Linked DNA regions of Mus musculus: regions 1 and 3 are each linked to region 2. Evidence: chromatin contacts called from public promoter capture Hi-C data. All regions are on one chromosome and are shown on one strand. Each heading gives the region's core, a stretch centred on a gene start, on an enhancer-like site or on the middle of the called end of the contact. The rest is flanking DNA. Distances are from core to core; before and after follow the strand shown.

Region 1 (4,649 bases), core at 970-3,469, 1.6 Mb before region 2:
GTGGAGTATGGTGGCATGACTAGGAATTGCATATGCTCTGGGCATTTCACAGCTGTGAGGTGGGAACCTGGCTCTGTAGCACCCTGCTTCTGTATGTCCTCTTCTCTTCTGGACAAGGATGGTGGAGGCCATTCTTGAGAGGCGTGTTCTGGTCACCGCCACCAGAGAGGCTTTTTCCCCTTTATTAGCACAATGGAAAGAAAAATACATGCACCTGATTTTATCAAAATTATGAACTTTTAAATTGCAGGATCTTATGAACAGACTGGAAAAGTAGTGCACATGATGTGGAGGTGTTTACAGAACACACATCTAACAAGAGATTGACATCCAGAACAAAAATAAACTGGACCTGGTGGTGCACACCTGGGAGGTGGAGGCAGGGGGATCAGAAGCTTAAGGGTCATCCTGAGCTACATGGTGTGAAGGGGAGTAGTTCTGGAGCAGCCTGAACTACATGAGATCTTGTCTCAAAAGAAACTACCATAGAGGAAAAACTATAGACTCAACAACTATAGGCTCTCCAGGGAACCCCCAGACTTTCAAGATTGGATTCTGACTATTGAGGTTTCCAGCTTCTGGGATTGAATCTCCTCTGCATTTACAGGATACATACACTCAGCCCCCTCAAGTAAGCCAGTCCAGTAAATTCACTTCTGTTGGTCTGCTCCCCTAAAGAGCCCTCCCCCAACCTAGTAAAAATGTGTTCGTGTGTGTGTGTGTGTGTGTGTGTGTGTGTGTGTGTGTGTGTGTGAGAGAGAGAGAGAGAGAGAGAGAGAGAGAGAGAGAGAGAGAGAGAGAGAGACTGTAGTGCCCAGCAGAGACCAGCAGAGGGCCCCTGATTCCCCTGTCTGTAGTTACAGACAGTTGTAAGCAGTCCTGCATAGTTGTTTGCAACCAGACCCAGATCCTCTGGAAGAGTAACAAACGCTCTTAACCTCGAGCCACCTTTCCAGCCCCATTTGTCATTCTATACAGCCTCAGCTGTCTGTCTGGGCTACAGCGTGAGACCCTGTCTCAAAAATCAACCAAAGCACTGAACTTTAAATGGGTGAATTATAAGTCAATCTAAAAAAATATAAGTCAACCCTGCTGGGTATGCTGTGCATAACTGCGCCCCACTAACCTGGAGCTCAGCCATTCAGCTAGAGTGCCTGGCCACTGAGCACCAGGAATCCATCTGTCTCTGCCAAAGTTGGGGTTTCAGATGGGCACCTCCTTGTTCGTCTTTTTATGTGGACACCAGGATCTGAGCATGGGTCCTCAAGCTTGGGCAACAGGCACTTTTTAACTCATGAGCAGTACTTGGGTGTGGCTGTGGAATCAGTGTATTGTTAACGAAAGCTCAAAGCAGGGCAGTTAGTGTCTCTACAACCTCCGGCACACATCAACTTTTTCTGATGACAATATTCCAAATCCTCTCTTCTACTCATTTTAATATACATATTATTGGCCTGGGGGAATGGATTGGCGGTTAAGAGCACTGTGTTGCTCTCACGGAGAACCTGGATCCACACAAGAGTTCACATCCAAACGGAACTCTAGTCCTAGGGGTATCCATGCCCTTTCCTGTCCTCCGTGGGCACTTGAAGACCTGTAGGAGCACTAAACCACCTACAAATGCTCATACATATACCAAGGAATATTTAATGGTTTTTATATGTACGAGTATTTTGTCAGCATACCACAAGTGTGCTTGCCAGAAGAGGATGTCAAAGCCCCTGGAACTGGAATTACAGATGGTTGTAAGCCATCATGTGAGTGCTGGGAATTGAATTCGTGAAGGTCCTCTGTAAGAATTGCCAGTGCTCTTAACCCCTGAACTGTCTCTCCAGCCCATAAGTAACTCCATCCATCTCTCTCTCTCTCTCTCTCTCTCTCTCTCTCTCTCTCTCTCTCTCTCTCTCTCTTTCCTTCTTTCCGGTGATAGAACATGATCTGGCAGCCGTAGGCATCTGCAGCTGCTCTTCCAGCCCCCCCCCACACAGTAGGGCTGCGCAGCTCCTCAGAGCCCCAAGAGGATCCACGTTACACTTCTGGTGAACAAGATCTGTTCTGCCTCGGGGTGAGAAACGCGCGCGTAAGCTGAAGTCAACGCAGCTCAGCTGTCAAAGCTACTACAACAGCGGATGCCAGCCCGGGCGGAAGCGGTTACAGCCACATCCGAAGCGCATGCGTCTGATTTGGACATCCCGCGAGACGCTGGGCGGGAAAGCCTAAGGTGATTTCCTATGTGGGATCGCTGAGGGGCAGCCCGGCGTACCACTGCCATGGACCCATTCCTGGTGCTGCTGCACTCGCTGTCCGGCAGCCTGTCGGGCAACGATCTGATGGAGCTCAAGTTCTTGTGCCGCGAGCGCGTGAGCAAACGAAAGCTGGAGCGCGTGCAGAGTGGCCTGGACCTGTTCACGGTGCTGCTGGAGCAGAACGACCTGGAGCGCGGGCACACCGGGCTGCTGCGCGAGTTGCTGGCCTCGCTGCGCCGACACGATCTACTGCAGCGCCTGGACGACTTCGAGGCGGGGACGGCGACCGCTGCGCCCCCGGGGGAGGCAGGTGGGCAGGGGGCGGGGAATGGGCGGGGAGGCCTGGCCTCAGTGCACCCTCCACTGGCTCCGACTGGGATGGACTCTAGGGCACGCCCACTTTTTTCAACCGCTTGAGCCGGAAGCTGGGAGGTCTTGTTTCTTACTGGCAGTGCCAAGGTTGAACCCAAGGGTTCGTGCCACTTGCCCAACCCCAGTATTAACTCGCCTCAGACCTGCAGTGCTTCGTTGGAAAACTCAGCTAAGAAGTGAATGTGACTAAGGCATCTTAACCCCAGTGAGGGTAGCGTTGAAGAGTGGGCAGAGGTCACGTGTGCCGGCTGCTCGGCACCATTTCCGTAGTGGGAGTGCCTGTGTCCAAGACTGCCCTTCCTGGCCAAGGAAAGATTGCGCGGCGGCTGTGCTCTCTGGTCCAGAGTGCAGTGTCTGGTTATCGGCAGTTACTTCTGTTTTGCGTAGAGAGGAGGCGCTATGCCTCCCCATAACGCACAGTGGATAGCAGCCACAGCTGAGCAACACCAGGCTGGCCTTGGGATGTAGATACAGATTAAGCATATATTAGACACTTGATCACTTGTGACAAATACTCGAGAAGCCATTTAAAGGGGCAAAGGTTTATTTAGTTCCTGGTTGGTTGTCACCGTTGCTCTTTGTCTACAGTGACACAGAACATCAAAGCAGCTGGAGGGCCTGTGGAGTAAAGCTTCCCACTGCCGGTGTGTGCAAGATCCACACGAAAATGGATTGTGTATTCACATCTCCAAGGCATTCCAATGTTTGTTATTGTTACAGGAATCCAGTAAAGGGTCTTCAGCCACTGCCCAGGGCTCCCTACAGAGATTACACCTTGCCTGTGTCTAAGCAGGGGCTCCAGAGTAGCACAGAGACAGATCTTTTGTGGTGTCTGGTCAAACCAGCAAAGGTCACAGTGTAAGATGTAGCTTTGGGGACTTTGGCCAACCCACTATTGAGCGGGGTGTTAGGGCAGCCCTGCTTTTTCCCTCTGACACTCCAGTCCTCAGTTGACAGTCTTCTAAGCCATAGCTCGCTGTGGCCCAGGCTGAGAATGTGGCTGGGCAGATCAGGCCACTTTGGGTATCTTGAAGTAGCTCCTGTGCTACTTAGTGTCAGCACAGGACCTGAGTGGCTTTGAAGTGATGTTGTCTTCGAAGTGCTCAGGCCCATGCTTGGTGGCCGGTAGGGAGACTTGCCCCAGCTCCTCAGTCAAGTCACACTGCTCTTTTCCCTCCTAGATCTGCAGGTGGCATTTGACATTGTGTGTGACAATGTGGGGAGAGACTGGAAAAGACTGGCCCGCGAGCTGAAGGTGTCTGAGGCCAAGATGGATGGGATTGAGGAGAAGTACCCCCGAAGTCTGAGTGAGCGGGTAAGGGAGAGTCTGAAAGTCTGGAAGAATGCTGAGAAGAAGAACGCCTCGGTGGCCGGACTGGTTAAGGCGCTGCGGACCTGCAGGCTGAATCTGGTGGCTGACCTGGTGGAAGAAGCCCAGGAATCTGTGAGCAAGAGTGAGAATATGTCCCCAGTACTAAGGGATTCAACTGTGTCTTCCTCAGAAACACCCTGACAAGCCTACAGCTCCTCTCAGGAGTCACTGTGGACTTGATCACACCATGATGTAGCACCAAGTGCCTTTTGTGCCCAGTGCCAAAAAGACCTTGCTGATCCAGGGCGGGTCCCCTCCCACCAGCTCCTGGAGTATATCTGTATCTACGGAACCTCTGCTCCCTGGGCTTTCGGAACACATGAAGGTTCCCCGTCGTGTTCTCCACCACTGCTCCTCCCCCCCACCCCCCCAAGAGGTCTCTGGTCTTGCAAGAAGGAAGTTGAAGCTGATGGCACATGTGCTGACTGCAGTTTGAGAGCCTTCTTCTTGTTCCTTGGGGGAAGACACCATCTCAGTTAAGATCACTTGGTTGCCTTACAGTTGGCCAAGAGGACATCTGTCTCACATCCTTGGAGGCCATCAGACAGCAGCTCCTGACCCCCCACCCTCAAACAAGTGCAAGACCCCTGTGAGGACTGTGGTTTAAAGGGTAGCACCTTGCCTCCATGGTGGTCTGTAAGCAAGTGCCCTGGGCCTAC
Region 2 (4,944 bases), core at 2,142-4,641:
TACTCTTATGCACACAGTATACATATGCATCCACACACCCTCACACACACTGTTCTACACACAATGCACATATGCACCCACACACACTCACATACATACTCTTATGCACACAGTATACATATGCATCCACACACCCTCACACACAGTCTTCTACACACAGTTCACGTATGCACCACACACACTCACACACATACTCTTATGCACACAGTATACATATGCACCCACATCCATACAAACATGTATACACACACACACACACACACACACACATCAACATTAAAATAACATTTTGTAGTACATAAACAGGACCAGAAGTTCCAGACAGTGTCTATACTTCTTTTGCTGGGAAACATTTATGGTGTTTTTGTAATGTCTGTGGCAGCATTTGCTCCCTAGCATGTGACACTGACTGTATAGCCTGCAAAGCATGACAGATTTGCTAACAGGTCCTCAGAAAAAGCTGTTTTGCCCCATGCTTGAAAGCTCAAGGATGGAGTCACACAGCCAGGGATAAATGACCCCTGCAAAGGAGAGGTGCCAAGGAGCAGGCAGGGCACAAGCCATGTCAAAATCTTCCAGCTGATTTTTGAGACATAATCATGCACCACACACTTCATTGAACCATTAAACCACAGCCATGTAAACTGTAGCATAGTCAGCTTGTGTGCATGTATGTGCCATAGCCAATTGTCCAGATTGTGTGGAGATCAGATTCTCCAGAATATCAGTCCTTGCCTGCTACCTTTCTGAGACAAGGTCTCTCTGTTGTTGTTGTGTATTCTAAGCTAACTGACCCTTGAGCTTACAGTGAGTGTCGTCTCCGTCTCCCATTGTGTCATAGCAATGCTGAGGTTACAGGAATGTGTTCCCATGCCAGGCTTTACATGGGTTCTGGGGATTCAACTTCAGGCCACTGTGCTTGCATGGCAAGCACTTTATCTGCTGAGCCATTTCCCCAAGCTCCTTAGAACATTGTGATTAAAAGGAAATTCATACCCTGTAGCCAGTACCTCCCCCTCATTCTTGTCCCCGTGTCTATTTCTGTCTCTGTGGATTGGCCTGTTCTGGACAGTTCTTGTAAATGACATCATGTAATATGTGGTCTTTCGGTTTTTCCTTCTTTCACTCACTCATGTCTACCAACACCATGATGCCAGTCAGTGTTTTATTTCTTCTCTTGGCTGAACAATATTTCCTTCTGAGTCAGTTCATGCTTTATCCATCCATTTGTCTGTTGATGGACATCTGGCTGTTTCAAAACATTTAAATGAAGATCACATGGCTAAGGATAGAGCCAGAGCCCAAGCCCCCCAAAAGAGATGTATGAAACTCTTATGATCAGGGGAGAACTGCTTCTGGAGCAAGAGAACTGCCACCAGGATGGTTAGAGGATGTGGGTACGTGAAGTTAAGAAATGAAGGGGCACACCTAGGGAGACGCCAATCCCTAGGGAACTGTCACCTTTAAGCTGAGGAAGGTAGGTTGGGCTTGCAGAAAGTACGAGGGCCAGGATGGGGGAGGGGCCAAGGTGGGAAAGGTGCTGAGTAGGATGAGATGCTGGCTTTATAGAAGTAGGGTATGTACCAGCCTGAGAGGAAGGAAATATGGTGAGACCCCTGAAAGAGTCGTGAGTCTTTACACACACACACACACACACACACACACACACACACACACACAGACACACACACAGACACACGGTGATGTACCTAAGTTGCTAGATTGCCTAGAATGCACCACATTGTCTAGCATGTATCATATATGAAGCCCTGGGTTCCATCTCCAGCATCACATACAATGAGTGTGACGGTGCATGCCTATAATCTATCTGGAGATATAAGAAGAAGATAGACGTTCTGAAGTTCACAGTCATCCTTAGCTATGTAGTGAATTAAGGGCTAACCTAAGCTTCAGGAGACTCTCCCACCACCACCCCTAAATGGAGGAAAAGTACAAAAAACAACTTAGGGAAAGGCAGGGAGGAAACAGGGCAGCAGTGGTCTCCGTACAGTGAGGGTTTGCAGATCAAACCTCCTCAGGGCACCAGGATACAAACTGTTTCCATCTCTTCTGTATATGTGTGCATGCTTGCGTGTGCAAGGATGAGCACAGCAGTGTGTATGGAGGTTGGAGGATATCTTGGATGTTGGTCCTTCCCTTCCAGCCTGTTTAAGATAGACGTTGTTGTTCATTATTGCAGTCCTGGGGCTAGCTGGCCTGGAAGTTTGAAGGAATTCTCTTCTTGGCATCTTGGGTTTCTATGGGTTCTGAGGATTTGAACTCAGGTCCTCACACTTGCACAGCAAGTGCTTTACTTAACAATCTCCCCAGACCAACTGGATTGCTCCAAACAGCAGAGAAGTGACTAGACTTATCCAAGTGCTCTTAGCAGACACCCGGGAAATTTCGACTCACTGCCCACTTCCCACAGCAAGGTTATCAAAAGGCTGGATTAGGATGATACAGCCTTGACGAATCCTGGAGAGTCATGGAACCTGCAGGCAGCCCCACACTGGCAGTACATGCTCCAAGGCAGTGCGAAAGCAGAGAGAAGCCTGGTTTTGGTAGCCCTCCCCCAGTCGGATATTTACAAAGAAAGTAACTCCAGGTTACTACCCACAGGATAGACCACTTGAACCCTATAGGTCTTGCTTGGCTCCCAAGCACCTACCTAGTCCTTTGAGGGAAAAATTGGGCTTGCTACGGCCTTGAGAGCACACTTCTGGGACAATGGGGCAAAACTGAGACTTTGACAAGGTCAGTGCATTTCCCTTCCCCTTCAACCTTCCCTCCACCGGCCTCAGGGGAAGGATGGGACTGAGAGGTCTGCTGGAATCCGAAGAAGTGTTATTGAACAAAAAGTCCAGGAACCGAACAAAAACTAGTCTGGGTAGATTCACCATTAGGAAAAGAGACCCAGACTTGGAGAGCTGGCTGTAAGGTGCAGATGGGTGACAGTGTGAGAAAGGAGTGGACTTGATTGTATTCTCTCAGGTCAGGGCAACCGGTCCTGGGGATTCTTGAAAACACAGAGGCATGGGGTGTGCATGAGGGGCTAAATGGGTACAGGTGCCCAGGAACATGAAATTTCCCATTACTGGTCTGAACCACTCCTCAAGCCCTTCTCACACTCAAGGGGCACAGGTGTGCTCCTGCAATGCGTGGACACCGGGTCCTGGTGGAGGAGCAGGGTGGGGCGGAGTGGGCGTGGAGCCTTGTGCGAGACACTCCCCCATCTCTGGAGCCACGCGCCAGGCGTACGCTTCCTTCTGGCCCCGGCATAGGACCGCGCCAATTGTCATTGGCCAAACGGGCGATCCCAGATTGGCTGAGACCCCGGCTCCCGCCTCCTCCGCCAGGGGGAGGGACGTGGGTGCGGGTTTGAGGCTCGTGCTACCCTAGGGGGTCGCGCTCTTCTGCCTCCTACCTCTTGGTCACCGCAAAGCTTGGTCCGGTTCTTCATCCGGCTGCAAGCGCTAGGTGTGCGGAGACCTGGCAGCTCTTGGGGCTTAAGGGCTGAGCACCAGGACGGGTGGAGGTGCCTGTAGAGTACATTCGGACCCTCTCTCGGACCCTCTCTCAGCCCCTGAGTGTGCGGGACCTGCGGAGCGCAGTTCGGGATCTGCACTCGAGGATTTTTCGAGGACGCAATAAGCTAAGCATCTGCCCGGAGCATGGAAGCACGTCAGTAGGCCATGAACTGCACCCGGGAGGGGTGGGGGTGGAAGCGCACGGTGTCAGCTTTGCAGAATGTGTACGCCAAGGGGAGGGTGAAGCGTGGCGGGAGGGCGAGGCGAAGGAAGGAGGGCGTGAGAAAGGAGGCGGTGGCGGGCGGAGGAGAGTTATCTATACTTTTTAAAAAAAAGGAGCCGCTTGAGCCGCGTAAAGGGAGACTTGGGGAGCGCCTGACAGCACGCGCGGGACACGAGAGTACCACGCTTCCCTACTCTTTCAGACCTTGACTGGTACGGGGTCCCAGGACTGCAGGAGGCCAGCGACGCGTGCCCTAGGGAGTCCTGCAGCAGTGCCCTGCCTGAGGCCCGTGAAGGTGCAAACGTCCACTTCCCACCGCACCCGGTTCCTCGCGAGCACTTTTCCTGTGCCGCACCAGAACTCGTAGCAGGGGCCCAGGGGCTGAATGCAAGCTTGATGGACGGCGGCGCGCTGCCCAGACTCATGCCCACCTCGTCTGGAGTCGCTGGAGCCTGCGCTGCTCGGCGGAGACAAGCGTCTCCGGAATTGCTGCGCTGCAGCCGGCGGCGGCGATCTGGAGCAACCGAGGCCAGCAGCAGCTCGGCTGCCGTGGCACGCCGCAATGAGCGCGAGCGCAACCGCGTAAAGCTGGTAAACTTGGGCTTCCAGGCGCTGCGGCAGCACGTGCCGCACGGCGGCGCCAACAAGAAGCTGAGTAAGGTGGAGACGCTGCGCTCCGCGGTAGAGTACATTCGTGCGCTGCAGCGGCTGCTCGCAGAGCACGACGCGGTGCGTGCCGCGCTCGCTGGGGGGCTGTTAACACCCGCTACTCCGCCGTCCGATGAGTGCGCGCAGCCCTCTGCCTCCCCTGCCAGCGCGTCTCTGTCCTGCGCCTCTACGTCTCCGTCCCCGGACCGCCTGGGCTGCTCTGAGCCTACCTCCCCGCGCTCCGCCTACTCGTCGGAGGAAAGCAGCTGCGAGGGAGAGCTAAGCCCGATGGAGCAGGAGCTGCTTGACTTTTCCAGTTGGTTAGGGGGCTACTGAGCATCCCACCCCCCTAAGGTAAGTTCCAGGACGGCGGGGAGGCGAAGCAGTAAGGGAGACACGTGGTGGGCGGGCCTGACACTTAGCGCCACGGGGACCCTGTGCAGCCAGGACTCAGCTGGGGCGATCACTTGGATTTCGCGCACGCTTCATTTTTCCTCAACCTTTTTCAAGCCTGAGCAAGACCGGCGTTTGTTTGTCCGGGAT
Region 3 (4,410 bases), core at 448-2,947, 1.6 Mb before region 2:
CTGTTGCTAAGGGTGGTTACACCTCCCCATTCACACATCTTGCAAAGCATGCACTGCTTGCTAAGGGCAGCTCAGCTTCTTAGCTTGTGGTGAAACTTGCTGGAGAAGCATTGTTTTCTTTAGCTTTCTGCCATGCCAGCTTCATACATGTGCTGACTGTGGAAGAGGACCCAGTACAGTATGCCCTGTTGAGCTGTGTTTGGTCCTGGATCAGTTTCTTAGGAGATGGCTGTATTGGCAGGAACCTCTGGGGAGACATGAGCATTTTGTTTTTGTTTTTGTTTTTGTTTTTTGAGACAGGGTTTCTCTATATAGCCTTGGCTGTCCTGGAACTCACTTTGAAGACCAGGCTGGCCTCGAACACAGAAATCCGCCTGCCTCTGCCTCCCCAGTGCTGAGATTAAAGGCGTGCGCCACCACGTCTGGCTTGAGCATTTCCTCAAATCCAAACCTGAGATCAAGGCAACTGAGAACTTGTGTGCAGTGGCTGATAGTCCTTAAAGACTTTGCTGCTTCTATTTACATTCTGACTTGTTTTGTGGAAAAAGGTCTCATTATATAGATCGGGCAAAACTCAGAGATCTGCCTGCCTGCCTCTGCTTTCTGAGTGCTAGGATTTCAGGTGGGCACTATTGTGCTTGGTTATACTTGTAACTTGACTTTGTAATTAATTACTGACTTCTTGAAACAGGAATCTGCCCATGTAACCCTGACTGTCCTGGCTCTCTATGTAGCCTATACTAGTCGACAGTATTCTTGCCTTGGCCTTTGGAAAGTTTTATTGGCTTTTCAGTTATGGTTGATGATCATTTTGCTTTGGTTTCTGGACTATTTTATTGGCGTTAATTAAAAAAAAAAGTTTTAAAACAAGGTCTCAGTATGTACTCCTGGCTGTCCTGAAACTCACTATGTAGACAAGGCTAGCTTGAACCCAGAGATCTGCCTGGGTGCTGGGAATAAAGGCGTGTAGCACCAAGGCCAGCTAGCTTTTTATTTTTACGTGGAGTCTGGGAAATGGAACTTAGGTTCTAATACTTGCAAGAGTGACTGAGCCCTTACATTTTGTTGTTGTTGTGTGTGCGCGTGTGAATGTGAGCACATGTATGCACCCACACGATACATGTGTGCAGGTCAGAGGACAACATTCAGGACTATGTAGGTTCCGAGGATCTACTGCAGGTCTTCTGGGTCCTAGGGTTCGAACTCAGTCGTCAGGGTTGATGGCAGTAGCCTTTGTTTGTATTTTACAGGCAGAGTCTCCACCTTGCTGTAATTCTCCTGCCTCAGACTTCTGAAGGGTAGGCATAGAGGTAGAAGGTACCTTGCCCGACCTGTCAGCACTTTCCGGTTTTGCAGGTGGTCCGGCGGGACTCCCCAGAGGTCTTGGGTTTTGAGGGGGGGGGCGAGTGCTCAGGTGACGTCGGCGTTTGGGTGACGTCAACACACACACACTGGCGTGAGAGCACGGAAGCAGGACTGCGAGCTGCGCACACCTGCCAGAGATCTTTACCGGTGTTTCCACGGTCGCCCTGTCTCCGCAGGGGGTTGGCCTGCCGGGGGCGGGGCTAAAGCGAGGACTAGCCAATTGGATCTCCCGATAGACCGCCCGCCCACTACCGCGGATCTAGCGCATGCGCACGGCCCCGCGGCCAACCTCTCCCGCGGGGGGCGGTGCTGACGCTCGCGCCGACGCGCCGGACGTCGGGCACGTTGACGCCGGCGACGCGCCGGGCCCGGTTCTCTGCGCTCGCTAGTGTCCCGCGGCGGCGGGCCGGCCTTCGTGACGAGCGGGGCGGCGGGCCCGGGGGCCGGGCGAGGACGCAGCCGCGGGGCTGCGTGGGTCGGCCCGCAGCCGGCCGCCGCCCGAAGGCCGCTTCATAGCCCCGGAGCCGCGCCCGCCGGCCAAGGTGAGGGCGGGTGGAGCGGGCCGCGCTGGGTGGCGGGCCAGGGTCGGTGGGGCCGGGTCGGCAGGGTCAGTGTGCGGGGGTCAGCAGAGCCAGCAGAGTTGCGGCTAGCCTGGCAAAACGGGTTGATAGCAGTTAGGTCCGAGTTCGCTTAGACTGGCCAGAGTAAGTGAGGTTGGGGGCAGTGAGGCTGTGGGGTCAGCTGAGCCAGGCCGGGGCAGCGGGTGCTGCTCAGATGCACCTGCAGCGCCTTCTGCTTCATCCTCCACCCTGTGCCCTGACAGCATGCAATCTCTAGTTCCATCTCACCTTTTCCTCCTCCTCCTCCTTTTTTTTTTTTTTTTAACCTAGCCCTGTTGTCCCGACTTCCTAGATTCCCAGTGTGGGTATATTTTCTCTTTCTGTTCTTTTCCCCTGTCTTTGACTGTGAACTTATGTAAGTTGGGTTGGCTGACCAACCGTTACACAGCAGCAGGCCTTTGCTAAACACTTCTGTCCAGACTTTAAAAAGCCAATCCAGTTGCTTTTTCCGCTGATCACCAAATATCCAGCCCCACAAGTCAGGGTGCCTGCTAGTCCTTCCCAGGAGCTGACTGCACACATTCCTGGAGGATGCTTGGGTCCATAGTGCTGGTGTTTTGTCAGTTTCCAGTCTTCTTCTGTGGTTGAGGGACTGTTTGGAATCTCTCTTCCTGAGGAAACTGTCTTCAGCTGTTAAATGTGGATTTTAAACAGACCCCCACTGGTTGGAGGTGAGCATCCCAGCTCCTCTTGCTCCCAGGACTGTCTCCCCCAATCTGCTCATTATATTGACCTGTGCATGCTACTTCCCAGAGTGTGTGCATCCAGAGTGGATGATCGTCACGGATAGCTCTGGGGCTGTCAGCCTTTTTCTCATTAGCCACAGGTGGTGCTCAGAAAGCTGCAGGTTTGTGGAAACTCTTGTTCTGCACCTACTGATTGTGGTCTGTACCGTTCCTTTTTCAAGATGATGTGCGAGGTGATGCCGACCATTAGTGAAGCAGAAGGCCCTCCAGGAGGAGGTGGGAGCCATGGGTCAGGCTCCCCTTCACAGCCAGATGCTGATTCGCATTTTGAGCAGCTCATGGTTTCCATGTTGGAAGAACGGGACCGCCTTCTGGACACACTAAGAGAGACACAAGAAACACTGGCATTAACCCAGGGGAAGTTGCATGAAGTTGGTCATGAAAGAGATTCTTTGCAGAGGCAGCTCAATACTGCACTTCCACAGGTATGCCCATCAAACTGAAATCAAGGAAGGTTTCTGCCTTTAAATGTCTGCAGGACTGTCTTGTTAGTGTATTAGCTTGCTGGCTGCTTTGTGTAACCACTTGGGAAGTGATGGTTCTGATGTTTTCTGAGCACTGGTAAAATTCTCAGGAATTCAATTTAGGGGAAAAAATGGGGATCCACCAAAGCCATGTGACCACACCACTCCACTGTCATACCTCTTTGGGAAACTGCCTAGATTTAGGAAAGCACTTAAATGTTTTTGACAGGGGGCTATGAAGCAGTTGAGCTGTGTTGAGTGTCCCATTCTGTCTTAAACTTGTCCTTGTCTGCTGTGGATCTGTGAGGAGTGGATCTCAGGGTTTTTTTATCTTATCCCTGGTTTATGTCTTGTGGACTTCCAATTTCCTAGGGAAATCTTGTGGATAAATAGAACTCATTTCATGGGAAAAATTTATACAGGCTTTCTCCAGAACATCTGTGAGCTGTAACTAAACTTTGTTTCAGGGGAGAAAGGATTGAAAATTGAATCCTGAGGCTCCTCTTCCCAGGCAGATGAGACTTTCAGAGCTTGAAATACCTACTGTGTCCTTAGTATCACATTTAGATTGGTATGCTAGAGCCTCCTCTTTTGGAGTTAAGTGGTATAGGAAGGAGAAGGCAGTATAGCCAGCAAAGCCCAAGGTGAGAGGCAGGCATGTGGAGCAGGGGTTGCTTAGATTCCTGCTGACAGCCCACTTTACTGGTTCATGATGGGCGTCTCCTTGGTGCTCAAGGAATCTGCACTTACGCTCTTGTGGTGTGTCTGCAGATATCAGTTAGCAAGTCAGTAATGAGTGCCTTGATGCATCTCTCAGCTGTAAAGTCAGTTCTATGAGATGGGACTAAATGTTTGAATGTCCTTTTTAGAAACAGTAATTTGGTGTTAGTGTTGTGTGCTGAGGGGTTTTGTTTGGTGACTAGAGAGTTGTCTTTTCTTCCTGGAGTCTTAGGAATGAGCAGGTTAATTAGGTCAGATTCCGTTGCCTCATACTCAAGAGGCTTTCAGGAGGTCATGAGTCCTACTTGCTCTACTCTACACTTGGGTTTGTTGCAGCTCAACTCTGCATCAGTGGCTGGTCAACATTGAGGTTTTTGGAAAGAACAGGCACAGGGGAGGCAGAGCTGGTGGGTGTTGTGGGTAGTGAGTTTCAGGCAGTGAGAACTGTCTCACCTGTTGCTAGGTTGTGCTGGCTTGCTGCTCTGCAGTGCCTCA

The links. Promoter capture Hi-C pulls out the DNA fragments that hold promoters and counts their contacts.
Region 1: a promoter capture Hi-C map of liver shows a contact between it and region 2, with 2.9 times the contacts expected there. The contact joins the promoter of Fadd here to the promoter of Ascl2 in region 2. A contact is called at or near these places in 4 of 39 promoter capture datasets (fetal liver, liver and stem cell-derived epiblast-like cells).
Region 3: a contact with region 2 is called in a promoter capture Hi-C map of liver, with 5 times the contacts expected there. The contact joins the promoter of Ppfia1 here to the promoter of Ascl2 in region 2.

What each region holds. Positions count from the first base shown.
Region 1 is chr7:144,580,011-144,584,659 of GRCm38.p6, reverse strand. It overlaps Fadd (Fas (TNFRSF6)-associated via death domain), which reads left to right and starts at 2,219. Exons shown (of 2, transcript NM_010175.6): 1 at 2,219-2,556; 2 at 3,800-4,649. The coding sequence starts at 2,271. The coding sequence ends at 4,131.
Region 2 is chr7:142,967,711-142,972,654 of GRCm38.p6, reverse strand. It overlaps Ascl2 (achaete-scute family bHLH transcription factor 2), which reads left to right and starts at 3,391. Exons shown (of 3, transcript NM_008554.3): 1 at 3,391-3,684; 2 at 3,956-4,755. The coding sequence starts at 3,675. The coding sequence ends at 4,737.
Region 3 is chr7:144,551,016-144,555,425 of GRCm38.p6, reverse strand. Ppfia1 (protein tyrosine phosphatase, receptor type, f polypeptide (PTPRF), interacting protein (liprin), alpha 1) reads left to right here and starts at 1,697. Exons shown (of 32, transcript NM_001195086.1): 1 at 1,697-1,907; 2 at 2,893-3,156. The coding sequence starts at 2,893. It also overlaps the pseudogene Gm35626.